Regions from separate parts of the Mus musculus genome. Here all the other regions are linked to region 1. Evidence: chromatin contacts called from public HiChIP or PLAC-seq data. All regions are on one chromosome and are shown on one strand. Each heading gives the region's core, a stretch centred on a gene start, on an enhancer-like site or on the middle of the called end of the contact. The rest is flanking DNA. Distances are from core to core; before and after follow the strand shown.

Evidence for each region. HiChIP or PLAC-seq counts read pairs in DNA pulled down with a chosen protein or histone mark.
Region 2: an HNF4G HiChIP or PLAC-seq map of pancreatic cancer cells shows a contact between it and region 1. The contact joins the enhancer-like site here to the promoter of Gpatch1 in region 1. A contact is called at or near these places in 4 of 39 promoter capture datasets (embryonic stem cells, liver and macrophages), 5 of 484 Hi-C or Micro-C datasets (embryonic stem cells and rod photoreceptor), 9 of 115 datasets of contacts at active chromatin or transcription factors (double positive thymocytes, embryonic stem cells, extraembryonic endoderm stem cells and 4 more) and 4 of 9 other capture datasets (adipose tissue, embryonic stem cells, liver and 1 more).
Region 3: a contact with region 1 is called in an H3K27ac HiChIP or PLAC-seq map of embryonic stem cells, with 16 read pairs. The contact joins the enhancer-like site here to the promoter of Gpatch1 in region 1. A contact is called at or near these places in 12 of 39 promoter capture datasets (the 3T3-L1 cell line, 3T3-L1-derived adipocytes, cranial neural crest and 6 more), 1 of 15 datasets of contacts at CTCF or cohesin (embryonic stem cells), 23 of 484 Hi-C or Micro-C datasets (the G1E-ER4 cell line, Th1 cells, cerebellum and 13 more), 14 of 115 datasets of contacts at active chromatin or transcription factors (embryonic stem cells, epiblast stem cells, extraembryonic endoderm stem cells and 7 more) and 4 of 9 other capture datasets (adipose tissue, embryonic stem cells, liver and 1 more).

Annotation. Positions count from the first base shown.
Region 1 is chr7:35,315,885-35,320,423 of GRCm38.p6, forward strand. Gpatch1 (G patch domain containing 1) reads right to left here and starts at 2,556. Exons shown (of 20, transcript NM_026181.1): 1 at 2,457-2,556. The coding sequence starts at 2,529.
Region 2 is chr7:35,353,373-35,357,639 of GRCm38.p6, forward strand. It overlaps Rhpn2 (rhophilin, Rho GTPase binding protein 2), which reads left to right. Exons shown (of 15, transcript NM_027897.4): 2 at 360-475. It overlaps Gm51476 (a long non-coding RNA gene), which reads right to left. Exons shown (of 4, transcript XR_003946747.1): 4 at 3,833-4,267. Among named protein-coding and RNA genes, the nearest start is that of Gm51476, 7.6 kb to the right of the region's middle. Within about 2 kb of position 2,274, at least 34 of the 459 cell types and tissues checked have an H3K27ac peak or open chromatin away from gene starts, as enhancers often do. A contact at or near this core is called in extraembryonic endoderm stem cells, liver, pancreatic cancer cells and 1 more, where this site is marked.
Region 3 is chr7:35,371,821-35,376,288 of GRCm38.p6, forward strand. It overlaps Rhpn2 (rhophilin, Rho GTPase binding protein 2), which reads left to right. Exons shown (of 15, transcript NM_027897.4): 7 at 485-651; 8 at 4,340-4,468. Among named protein-coding and RNA genes, the nearest start is that of Gm51476, 11 kb to the left of the region's middle. Within about 2 kb of position 1,626, at least 43 of the 459 cell types and tissues checked have an H3K27ac peak or open chromatin away from gene starts, as enhancers often do. A contact at or near this core is called in embryonic stem cells, epiblast stem cells and pancreatic islet, where this site is marked.

The DNA.
Region 1 (4,539 bases), core at 1,306-3,805:
AGAGAGAGAGAGAGACAGAGAGAGAGAGAGAGAGAGAGAGAGAGAGAGAGAGAAGAAGAAGAAGAAGAAGAAGAAGAGGAGGAGGAGGAGGAGGAGGAGGAGGAGGAGGAGATTCTCTGTGAGAAGTAGGTCAAGGAGACACCATGGGGACACACCTAGAGATGAGAAAGCCAGACCAATACTAAAGTGCAAGGATCGAATGGGTTTTGGCTGGGACATAGCCAGATTAGTTTAGAAGAATAGAGTAGATTAATTACTCCTCAACTATTATGCTGTAAAGCTTGGTCAAATAAACCTCTGTCTCATTTATTTGGGAGCTAGCTGGGATAGAGAAAAATTATCACATAAAAATGCATGAACACAGATATCTTTGAGGAAACACAAGGGCAACCTTCAAACATACAAGAACTTGCACAGAGACTCACCTATCTTTCCCTTTGGTCGTCAGAGGTTAGGGTTAGGATCTGGCAAACATTTCTTTCTTTTTTTTTTTAAGATTTATTTATTATTATACATAAGTACACTGTAGCTGTAGTCAGATGCACCAGAGAAGGGGTCAGATCTCATTATGGGTGGTTGTGAACCACCATGTGGTTGCTAGGATTTGAACTCAGGACCTTTGGAAGAGCAGTCAGTGCCCTTACCCGCTGAGCCATCTCACCAGCCCCCCCCTGGCAAACATTTCTAATGATTAGAACTGCTTGGGCTGGGGATATAGCTCAGTTGTGGAATGCTTGCCTAACAAGCACAGCTGCCTGAGTTTCACCCTCAACACCACACACACGGGGCAGGTAGCACACACAGGCCTGGGGTCCCAGCACTTGGGAGGCAGAAACAGGAGGACCAGAAGTTCAAAGTCCGTCTTCACCACACAAAAGTTTGAGGCTAGCTTGTGCTGCATGTGACTCTGTCACAGAGGAGCTGTCTAAGACATATGTGATATGTGATGTGCAAAGCTGTAATCCCAGGACTGGGAAGGCTAAGAAAGGAGCATAGTCCTGAGTTTAAAGCTAGCCTGGTCTACATATTTGATAAATAGAAGGCCAGCTTGGACTATATAGAAAGACCCTATCTTATACCCACTCCTGCCAAAAAATAAAAATAAAATAAATTTTAAAAAGGCAGTAAGAGCTAAATACCTAATAAAAAATGGAACAAAACAAAACAAAAAAAAAAAAAAGGCAGTAAGAGTCTCAGTGAAAATGTCTCAGAGGTATAGCCAACAGGTCAGGATGGGAAGCAGGAGGCGGCAGTGGGGGGAAGCCTCACCAACAAAAGTCTACAGGTAACTTCTGGTCCACCACTGTGACTCCTCTATCTTCCCCACAATGTTAGCACTCCCATCAGCGGTATGGACACCCAGTAGATAAACCTAGTCATTAAGTGAAACAGACCGGAAACGCCACAGAGCCTTGCTTCATCTTACCTTCACCCCTGTATTTCTGTATTTCACGAGCAACTCCAGTCAACACCGGTCAAGTCTGCTCCATGCAAAACCTACTCAACAGCTGTTGCTGCTAACTCTCCAGTCCACACAACCACAGTCTCCCTGCTTCATTCCTGCCCACCCCCCAAGGAAACTACTCTCAAAATTAAAGCAAACATAATGTTAAAACATGCATCCTGCCAGGCATGGCACTACACACCTTTAACACCAGCACCTGAGAGGCAGAGGCTGCTAAAATACTGTGAGTCCAGCCAAGTGGAGCTAGCAAGGCCCTGTTCCCCCCCCCCCAAAAAAAAAGTAAAAGGGAAGAAATGCATTTCTCTTTGTGTAAACTGAACCAATACCCGTAGTATAAGAGCCAAACTCCTGGCTGGGTGTGACGGCACACAGCTGCAAACCAAGCACATGTTACACAAGAATAGGAGGATCAAGAGTTCAAGTCCAGTCTGGGCTATAAAGTGGGGTTTGATGTCAGCATGGGTTACATGAGACCCTGTCAGAAAAAGGAAAGATTCCAATTCTTGGGGTTGGATATGTAGCTCAGTTGTAACACACTAGCCTAGAATGCACGAGGTTCCCTCCTCAGGGACACACACACTCCAGATTCCTTACCATGGCAAGGGCCACCCACACGAATCCTGACTATCCCTAGACTGCTAAGCTGTCTGCCACTTTAAGGGATTTCCTATCTCAAGTGTTTCTCCCCAGATTTTCCAGGTCTGGTTTCTTTTACTTTCAAGGACGGGTGCAAACGTTGCCTCGGGACAAGAGACTGACTGACCGCCCTCCATCATACCCATGTTGCCTAGTCATTCCTGCATCTCCCAGCCCTCCGCGTCCTTCTCTGCCCCCCGAGAACGCGGCGCCCAAGTGCAGTGCACAAGCCTCTCCAGCGTGTTCCCTGTGCCCACAGCGAGCGAGCCCAGACCCAGGACGAGATGTCGCTGTCGCCCACGTGCTGGACTCTCAGCCTGCGCCCTTCAGACACCGCCGGCCATCGGACCCGCACCTTCGTCCAGAGGCTCCAGGCCCGTTCCATAGCTGATCAGATCCTCGTCGCTGTCACTGTCCAGCGCCGCCATCCTGCTCCTTCCGGGCTCCGCCCCCTCGCTACGGGAGCCTCTATAGGCCAAAAACATTCAGTTTCGCTTCTGTGAACTGGAGCATTCTATAAAGACTTGTTTGAGGGGGAAATGTCACCTCCTCCTCGCAAATCATAGTCCTATGCAAGTCCGACTGCAGATAAGATTTGTATCTGTGCCGGGAAGTGATAGCGCACGCCTTTAATCCTAACAGTCAGGAGGCAGAGGCAGGAGAATCTCTGAGTTCGAGGCCAGCTTGGTCTACAAAGAAAGTTTCAGGACAATGAAAGCTACACAAAAAAACCCTGTCTCGTCTCGAGAAAAAAAAAAAAAGAAGAAGAAGAAAACGAAAACAAACAAACAACAAAAACAATATTGGTCTCTGTACACCCCATCCTGGCTCTGCCATGCGCCTGAGTACTGGAAGGACACAGCGATAAGATGCTGGAAACCAAATATTCGGACGCAGGGCAGAGTCTCTGTAATTCCGTACAGCCAGTCCTGCGACTGGCTCCTTCGCCCCTGCTTAATTGCCTCAGCCAGCAATAAGTGCCAACCCGATCTTCCACCGGTCCCAACCAGCTTCCGGAAAAGTGCTTGCCCAGTGGCCACTGTCTGGCCCTCTACACCGGAAATGGGAAGGAACCAACAGGCAGATGTGTCTTTAGTGCACATCGTATGAATCGGGCCACACACACACTCACACACAATATACTTGTCATCTTTATATTTGCAAAAGTGAGGCCCCCTCCTAGACTTTTGGAAGGATTTGCCGACCCTGAGAATATCAGAACCCTGCACGCTAAGGAAATTGGTGAAAGACAAGAAACAAGATATCAAGCATGGATAGAGAGCTGGACATCAGCCTAAACTACACAATGAGACACTATAATAAATAATCAAATAATTAGAAAAGAGAGAGAGAAGCAGACCAAGTGGGCTAAGAATGAGAGGTCCTTCAGAAAATCTAAGGTACAGACATCTGCCAATGGGCGCTGTTATCTCACTTCACAAGCTTGGCCAAGACGTGGGGGGGCGGGGGGGGGTGTGATTCAGCCTGGCTTGGTGACTCACACTTTTAATCTCAGCACTCAAGAGGCAGAGGCAGAGGCAGAGGCAGAGGCAGAGGCAGAGGCAGAGGCAGAGGCAGAGGCAGAGGCAGAGGCAGAGGCAGAGGCAGAGGCAGAGGCAGAGGAGGCAGAGGAGGCAGAGGCAGAGACAGAGGAGGCAGAGGAGGCAGAGGAGGCAGAGGCAGGGGGATTTCTATGAGTTTAATGTCAGCCTAGTTGTCTAAGTGAGTCCAGGGCTGCCAGGCCTCTGTTACATAGAGAAAGTGTCTCGAAAGCAAATAAACAAACAAACAGATGGTTGTGAACCACTGGGAATTGAACTCAGGAAGAGCAGTCAGTGCTCTTAATCACTGAGCCATCGCTCCAGCCCCTTCCTTTAATTTTTGAGAAGCTCATAACAATGCAACAAAGCAGCAATGCCCGCTGATCATAGCCACTCCCAATGAAGCCTTTCTTACCGCCCTTGTTGGCTTACAGACAACTCTATGTCCCTCCCAACAGTGACCTAGCAATAGCTTGCTGTCAAGGACTACTCCCTACCCACACCCCTCCTCTCTCTCTCAATCTCAATCTCTCTCTCTCCCTACCCCCATTCCTACCCCCGTTTTTTCCTCCTTTTCTCTCTCTCCCTTTCCTCACCAATGTTCCCACATGGCCTCTCTGTCCTCTATCCCAGCTTTCTCTGTCCTTGTGGCTCCATCTGCCTCTGCCCCTTCTCCAGGTCCCTGCTCCCCCCCCCCGCCCCCCCCTTCCCTTCCCCCACAATAAACTTTCCGTATACTATGTCTGTGATTTTTTTCAGGAGGACACCTTGGCATGGGCCTGCCAGGTACCGCATTATATTTCATGACACCCTTTCCACTCCTGCTGATGTCCTTCTGAATTAATTCCTCTCCTACTTTCTCGTGCATGCATGGGTGTGTGTGAGTGTGTGTGTGTG
Region 2 (4,267 bases), core at 1,024-3,523, 37 kb after region 1:
ACACACACACACACACGTATTCTAAAATATAACCCGTTCAGTTCGTATACTGTTACTGGTATGTCTGTTTTCAGGGCTGAGTCTTTGCTACTCTAAACACCAATCAGTACACTCTGTGGGGGAGGAGCACCCCGCCCGCTGGGGCTGGGGCTCTCCTCAGTTGCCTGTAGTTCTTTGTGTAGGGTTGAAGCTTCATGTGTCTACTCCGCCATGTCCATTGGGGTCTTCCTTGATCAGCTTATGTCTGGGCAGTTTTGACGGTGAGGCTTTATGGGTTAGTTAAGTACTTTTTTCCCCCCACGGAATATCATTTCGGGTGTAACCGATCTCTGAACGGGTGTCTCTTCTTTTCCGCTCAGGGTTGTAATCCCCTTGCACAAACTGGCCGGAGCAAGCTGCAGAATCAAAGGGCTGCCTTGAACCAGCAGATCCTGAAGGCTGTGCGGATGCGGACAGGAGCCGAGAACCTTCTGAAGTGGGTACCTCTGTGTTTGCTGCCTCGGCCAGGAGCTCTGGCTCTCCTGAGAGACTGTCTGTCTGATGGACAGACAGAGCCCAGACCCTCAGCTGGGGTCTTGCTTTTCAGCTTTGAGATTTCTCTCTCTTCTGGGGTGTCTGGGCAGGTCCTTTTCTTGCCCAGAGCTTGGTCACGTTAATGACAAAGATGTTTTGTCCATCCTGTGTTTGTGGAGAATTGTGACAGACAGTGCAGTCACAGCTCTCTGTATGTGTGTTTATTTTAATTTAATGTGTATGAGTGTTTGCTGCATGTATGTGTGCACCATGTGGAACCTGGGGCCCATGGAGGCCAGAAGAGGGCATTGCAGACCCCCTGGAACTGGAATTGCAGATGGTTATGAGGCACCATGTGGGTGCTGGGAACGGAACTTAGGTCCTCTGCAAGAGTAGCCAGTGCTCTTGCTAAGCATCTGTCTCTCCAGCCCTCAGTTGTAGCCATGTTGTTTACAGGTCCAGTTACTGTCTTTGCATTTACTTCTGGGCATGACTCCTTTCTCCACTGCCCAGACTTGTGCCTGGTAGGGCCAGTGCTTGGTGAGTGGGTGTTGATAGATAAGAGAGGGGACAGCAGAAAAGAAAGAACGGGACACTCCTATTACTAGTATTGTCGTTCTTTCTAATGAGAGGAGTCATAAACAGGACACGGTGCCACATACCTGTGGTTTCAGCTACTTGAGGGGCTGAGGCAGGAGGATTGTTTGAACCCCAGGGTTTGAGACATCTGGGCAAAGTAGCAACCCCACCCCCACCCACCCCCCATCTAGGAAAGCGTGAGAGTTAATGAGAGAGGCAGGTGGGCATGTTGTGCCCAGTACTCAATGCTGTGCCGTGGAGATAAAATAGTTACTTCCCAAGTAGAACTCAGGAAAGCTGTACCTGCGTCTAGACAGCCGTAAATCCTCCCCACACCCTTACGTGCAGTGCGCCAGCTTGCAGAGGGTGCAGACTCTTCCCTCGGAGGACAGCCTTTGGCTATCAGCTCTCTCACCTTCCATCTTGGGGAGGCAGGGTCTCGTTTCTGGCGCTTGGAGCACGCGGCATCAGAATATCGAGGGTAAAACTGCCATCTCCCCTCTCCCACCCCCTTAAGAGGCCTACAGGATAGGTTCTTTGGTTTTGTGAGGCAGGATCTCATATAGCTCAGGCTGGCTTAAAACTTGCTGTGTAGTTGAGGATGACCTTAAACTCCAGATTCTCCTGCTTTTGCCTCTTCGTGCACGTATATATACACGTGAGCATGCGTGCATCTGCATGCAGAGTGTAACTTTGTGCAGTCAGTTCCCTCTTACCATGTAAAATCCTGGGGATCGAACTCGAGTTGTCAGGCGCGGCAGCAAGCACCTTCGTCTGCTGAGCCACCTGGCCAGCCTGCTTTAGAGTTGGTTTTTTGTTTGTTTGTTTTATTTTATTTTATTTTATTTTATTTTGTTTTAATAGCAGACACTAGAGCTGCTCTGCCTGCCTTGCTCTGTTAACAACACCAGCCGACAACAACCTCGACAACAACCTCTCTGCGGCCCAGGCCAGACTCAATCACACTTACTGTCAGGTTAGCAGTTGTTTAGCTGATAGGTGAGATAGGGTGGGACAGGGTTGTAAATGATTCTCCTGGAACTGATACACTTAAAGTGTCCCTTGTAGAGACTGTTAGAGGGAAACTGGAAGGTATTTATTAATCTGACTCAGTGCACCTACGTTTAGAGACTGTTGGTAGACTGTTGTTAGAGGAAACTCGGAGGTATTTATTAATCTGACTCACCTGACACCAAAGCTTCCTGAAATCAGGGAGGGCATCAGGCCAAGCCTCACTCTGGCCCCACAGTGTCCCTGGCTGCTGCTACTAGCAGCAGGTAATTACTGTCATACACTGGACATGGCTGTCCTGTCCTTAGATTGCCTGATGTCCTACTAAGATTCTATGATGAGGATAGAACAATTATATTATAGGCAAGAGGGCATTTGGGAAAACATCCCCAAGAATGCAGACTTGGAAATGAGGGTCCCCACCATTAACTGCAGGGCCACCATGACTGGGCAGTAGCTGTGAGTGCCACAGTTTCAGGTCCCTTGAAGGTCCTCTCCTTCCCTGTTCCACCTCGGCCAAGAGTCAGTGAGCTTCCTAGAGCTTGCTGGGAGCTGGCTGGTGCTTTGAAGTGCTTCAGGCTGGCTGCTGGCTGCAATCTGCCCTCCAGGCTCCTTTCCCTCCCTTGAGAACAACAGAGGCAGAAACCAGATGGTATTTCTGAGGCAGAGAGATTGAAGCGAGTTACCAGGTTGTTCAATTTTAACTAACTAGTTCTTTAGTCAAAGAACAGGCTGTTTAACTATTCTGGTTAAAGCTTCAGATTGCCTTCTTACACTGCTCCTTAGACTAGATCGGGAAAGCCTCTCTCTGAGGCTTGCAAGTGTCTGTATACCTGCTGGTGAGTGAGTTCGTCAGGGCCAGGCTCCGTGCAGGGAGCTGTGAGGAATGGTGGGGATGGAGGAGTGTGCAGTGTAAGGCCCAGGCTGACCTGCAGCATATAGCCCAGGCTGGCCTTAAACTGGGGAGATCTTCCTGTCTTAGCCTTCTTAGTGCTGTTCTTTTTTTTTTTTTTTTTTTTTTTTTTTTCTCGAGACAGGGTTTCTCTGTGTAGCCCTGGCTGTCCTGGAACTCACTCTGTAGACCAGGCTGGCCCTGAACTCAGAAATCCGCCTGCCTCTGCCTCCCAAGTGCTGGGATTAAAGGCGTGCATCAAGACGCCCGGCCTTAGTGTTGCTCTTACAGACATGCATCACAACACGCACAGGCATTCTCTTTCCCTCCCTTCCCCTCCCTTTCCTCCCTTCATACCTTCCCCCTCTCTTCTCTTCTCTTCTCTTCTCTTCTCTTCTCTTCTCTTCTCTTCTCTTCTCTTCTCTTCTCTTCTCTTCTCTCTTTCTTCCTTTCAGCAGCCAGGCATCTCTATCGTCTGCCCCAGGGACCCAGCAACAACAGGATAGTTATTACCAGCTGCCAAGATGCCCACATATCCCCAGGAGCCACATATCCTCCCCATGCACAGGCACTACACCCCGTTCTAAAAGGCCAAGCTCTCCTTTCTTGTTCTCCTTTTCCCTCCACCCCCCGCCCAGAGGCAGCCTCTATAAACCCCTCCCCAGTAAACAGCCCCCATGAGATCTGTCACATGGTGAGACTTCATTGCCATCCATCACTTAGATCATCTTTTTCTCTCTCTCTCTCTCTCTCTCTCTCTCTCTCTCTCTCTCTCTCTCTTTCCCTCTTCCTTTCTTTCAAGACAGGGTCTCACTATGTAGCCTTGGCTGGCCCAGAAATCACTCTGTAGCCCAGCCTTGAAGTAGTGAGGATCCTCCTGCCTCTGCCTCCCCAGCGCTGGGATTGCAAATGTTGCTACCACACCCAGGTCTCACGTATGGGCAAGCACTCTGCCAACTGAGACACATTCCCTGTGTTTTGTTTTTGTTTTGTCTCGTGTTGTTGAGAAAGGAGTCTCACTTTGTGTCCCCGGCTGACCTGGGACTCAAGCTTCTCCTGTGTCCACCTCTCCAGATTCCAGATTTTAGGCCTGTGCCACCATGCTGAAGTTTTAAAAAAATCTTAGAATGGCTGAACTTTTAAAATTAGGCTACCAGTTTAGGGTTGAAAGAGCCATACACTGACAGGCAAGTGCAGGAGTGGCTCTGTGATGGCCAGGCTGAGTCTCAGGCCGGGGTGGCCTTGGCTGTGTGAGGTTAGTGATTGTGCTCA
Region 3 (4,468 bases), core at 376-2,875, 55 kb after region 1:
GCATGAGACACCAGGTCTGGCTTGTAGGGATTTTTTTTTTTTTCTTTTGAGATAGGGTCTTGCCGGGCAGTGGTGGCACATGCCTTTAATCCTAGCACTTGGGAGGCAGAGGCAGATGGATTTCTGAGTTCGAGGTCAGCCTGGTCTACAGAGTGAGTTCCAGGACAGCCAGGGCTATACAGAGAAACCCTGTCTCAAAAAAAAGGAAGAAAAGAGAGATAGGGTCTTTCTGTATGCCCCAGGCTGACTTTAAATTCATGGTCCTCCTGCCTCAGCCTCCTGAGTACTGGGATAAGAGGCATGAATTCTATATATTCAGACTTGTCAGTCTTGCTTGGAAACAAAAGCCCGATTCCTGTGAATCGTCTTCGAATTGCGTCTTTGAATTTCATGTAAGAAGTGAGTTTTTGTCTTTGCGTGCCCAGCAATGGCATTAAATAGCCAAGTCATCTGTTTGATCAGAATGTGTTTGCTTTACACACAGGTATGACTCCTTCACTGGGGTTCCGGTCAGCCAGCAGACTTTGCTGTTGGAGAAGGCCAGCGTTCTCTTCAACATTGGGGCGCTCTACACCCAGATCGGGACCCGCTGTAACCGGCAGACGCAGGCTGGCTTAGAGAGCGCTGTGGATGCCTTTCAAAGAGCTGCAGGTGCGTGTCCTCCAGGGCAGCCGCCTTACAGTCTTGAACCCACCCGGTGGTGTCAGTGGTGCTGGATCTGTCTCCAGCTTAAAAGAATCTTGCTTTGGTCTTCTGCAGACGCACCGAGTGCCAATGCCTTACCAGTCTCACAAGGGCTGGGGGCGTGGTTCAGTGGTAGAAGCCTTGACGAGCCAGCTTGAGGGGAGTCCTAGGGTCAATTTATTATCTCATAACCATAAAAGAGGAAGGAATAGCTGTGTAACTTCTTGGTCAGGAGATTTACTCAAAGGTTGGCATCATGTGATCTCAGCCCACCTAGGGCTCATGTACATAGTGAGGCTTGTAGTTAATGATTGATCTTTTCCAGGTGCGTGGTTCCATTGTGTGGCTGTGAATATTTCTCAATGATAGGAATACCGGATCTTGCCTTTACTAGTGGAGATAGGAAGCCTTTACAGTTGCGGTATCAGCTACTACAGGTTCCTAGGCACGGATGTATGAAGCGGTAAATCGTCTTGAAGCCTGTGCGAGGGCGGAGGATGTAGCTCAGGGGTCCGACACTCGCGTAGCATGCAAGAGGCTCTAGGTTTGACCCACAGCACTGCAGACAAATGACGGGACTCGGGAAAGGAGAAGGAAGGAAAGACAAAATAAAGAATTTCCGTCTCTGTCCCTGTATCTGTGAGACAGATTGGACACAGTCAAAGATTAACAAGGAACAATAAAAATAGAGCAGTGGTAGCAATTTCATGTGATAAATGTTATGAATTGCTTGTTTCTGGAATTTTCCAAGCAATGTTATCATCTTACAGTTGGCTGAAGGTAACTGAGCCGGAACAGAGCTGAACCTCAGATAAAGGGAATTACTGTTATTATCTGCACTTTTGTATTATGCTTAATCCGCCAAGTTTGCAAAGCCTGCCCTCACTGATCTCAGCGCTGTCAGGTGACACGGGCCAGGAGCCTGCTGGTTTGCACTGGTTTTGTCACTTTCAGAGATGGCTGAGCACTCCCAGTGGCGGCTCTCTTCTACAGTGCTGGGGGTGGAGCTTGTTTTGTAGGTTGGCCTGGAACTTGGGGTCCTCCTACCTCAGCCCGAGTGCTGGGGTGACAGATGTGGGCCGGGACAGTTAACCTGCTTTTCCTCATTTTAACTTCATCACCCTTACAAGCTCGTCCTGGTCTGAACCAGGATCAGCAGCAAAGGAGAAAACACGCTTAGCACCAGGCCCTAAGGGACTGGGCTCATTAGAGTTGGCGCGGACGGAGGCGCTCGCTCGAGGTCTGTGCTGCTCTCTTCCAGCAAGGCCTGTGTCTGTAGGAGGTGGAGCTTAAGAATGGAGGGTGCAGGCCACAGTGGGATCTGCAAGCAGGCTGATTTTAGCTTTTTTTTTTTTTTTTAAATCCTTTGAGACAGGTTGTTACAATGTTACAGTGTAGACCAAGCTGGCCTTTAACTCAAGCTGTTATAGCGAGGCTGGTTTTGAACTCAAGGTACTAATCATGCCTCCTGAGTGCCAGCTTAGCGTCCTTTTGCCCTCATTTCCTCTCCTGGCATACACCTGCCTGGAGAGAGATTGCTCTAAAACCCATGAAGTAGCGCGGCTGTGCCATCTTGACTTGTGGAGACACAGTCTTGTTACTCTCTTCCTCAGGCTGGCTTTGAACTCTCTCTTCCTCTCCGGCATGTTGGGATTGCAGGTTTGTTTAATCGTGCTGGTTTCTGAGGAATCTTAGGCAGTCGCGCTTCATGTCCTGCCTCCAAGGCTTCAGAAATACAAACAAAGAAACTTGGGAACAGGACAGCCTGAGGTGGAGGAAGGAAGAGGGGTGAACAGCTTAGAGTGGACACACATCCTTCTCTGGAGCTGCAAAACCCGAGGGGCCAGTTGGGTGAGATGCATGTGTCCAGTCCATGCCACCTCCAGGCTAACTGTCTGTCAGGGCTTGTCACAGCAGTCGCTGAGGGTGGCAGCATGGGCCCAGCACCCCTCGCTCACTCCACCTGCTTTCTGTTTTCTCCATCACATGCCCGGTCATGGGTGGAATTCCCCAGGTGGGATGGAAATAGGAGCGCCTGCAGGTTCCCTTGCTTCATGCATATGTAAATGCCTGCAAAGAGAACCTGATTGAAAAACAAAACTGTATTGAGGTATAGCTACCGTCAGATACAGTTTTAACTTTTTTTGGCTTTCCGAAACAGGGTTTCTCTGTATAGCCCTGGCTGTCCTGGAACTCACTCTGTAGACCAGGCTGGCCTCGAACTCAGAAATCCACCTGCCTCTGCCTCCCAAGTGCGCCAGAGAACATGCTCACCACTGCTCAGCTTAACTATTTCTTACTGTGGTAAATAGGTATGCGGTACAGTTATCCTGTTAATAGTGATAGTTACTAAGTGTGGGGCTCAGCAGCATGGAGCACTCTCCAGCGTGCTCCCATCATGCATGCCCCAGTGGGCATGCTTTTATCCATGTATCAAGGCAGGGTCATCTGGCCATCCCCCTGCTTCACCCTCCCAAGTGCTGGTGTTACAGCGGTGTGCTACCACACTGGGCGTCTCTGTGTCTATTAGGGTGTAATGTCCTTTTCCTTGTTCCTGTAGTTCCGAGTGACTTCTGTTCTTTGTGCCTCTGGGTTGGACTATTCTAGGAACCAAATGGAATCCGGTGCTACCTGTCAACCCGTGGCTGGTTTATTGTACCTGGCATAAAGTCTTCCTTCATGTTATCTACACATCAGAGTTACATGAGACAGGGTCTCACTATGAAGTCCAGGCAGGCCTGAAATTCACTCTATAGACCAGACTGCCTGGAATTCAGAGAGACCCCCTCCCTCTACCTCCCAAGTACTAGTATTAAAGGTTACCAGTATTAGTATTACCAGTACTAGTATTAAAGGTTACTAGTCTTAAAGGTTACCAGAGCCTCATTTTCCTTGTGGAACTGGGAATCAAACCTGGGACCTCTAAGCACCAAGTCTACCACTGTGCTGTACCTCCGGCCCCTCAGTCCTTTTAAGGCTGAAGAACATTCCGCTGTTCGTGTGTAGATACAGTGATCACCTATTAATCCACCAGTGGGCATTTGGAGCGGTTCTTGTGATTAGTGCTGCAGTGAGCCCAGTGTCCAGGGAGCACTCAGGCCTTTCATGCGATTACTGAGGTCTACACAAAGGAGCGGGATGGCCAGATAGCGTGGCAACTGGGGTTACAAAGAATCTTGCTGTCTCACCCAGAAGGCCTTTGACCTTTCCCTCCTCCTACTTCAGCTTCCCTCATGCTGGGATTAAAGGCACGTACCAGCACACCTGGCAAATACGGATTTTTCCAGATGACTTAGATTTAGGATTATAGGTATCTGATACACACACACACACACATGTATGTATATATATACACACATACATACATATATACACATATACATATATACACATGTACACATATACATATAATGTGTGTATGTATATAATATAAATATTATATATTACAAGTTGTATTTGCACATTAGATAGATAGATAGATAGATAGATAATAGAGTTTTCTGTGCATAGCCAGGGGCTCCTGTAAGCTAAGCACTCACTCATTTATGACAGACACCCCTGATCCCAGCTGTATCTTCTGTCTTTTCTCTCTACAGCAGGATGATAAAAAAATAAGTGTGATTTCCTACTAATGAGCAACCAATTCTGATCGTAGGGGTTTTAAACTACCTGAAAGAGACCTTCACTCACACTCCAAGTTACGACATGAGCCCTGCCATGCTCAGTGTGCTGGTCAAAATGATGCTCGCCCAAGCCCAAGAAAGTGTGTTTGAGAAAGTCTGCC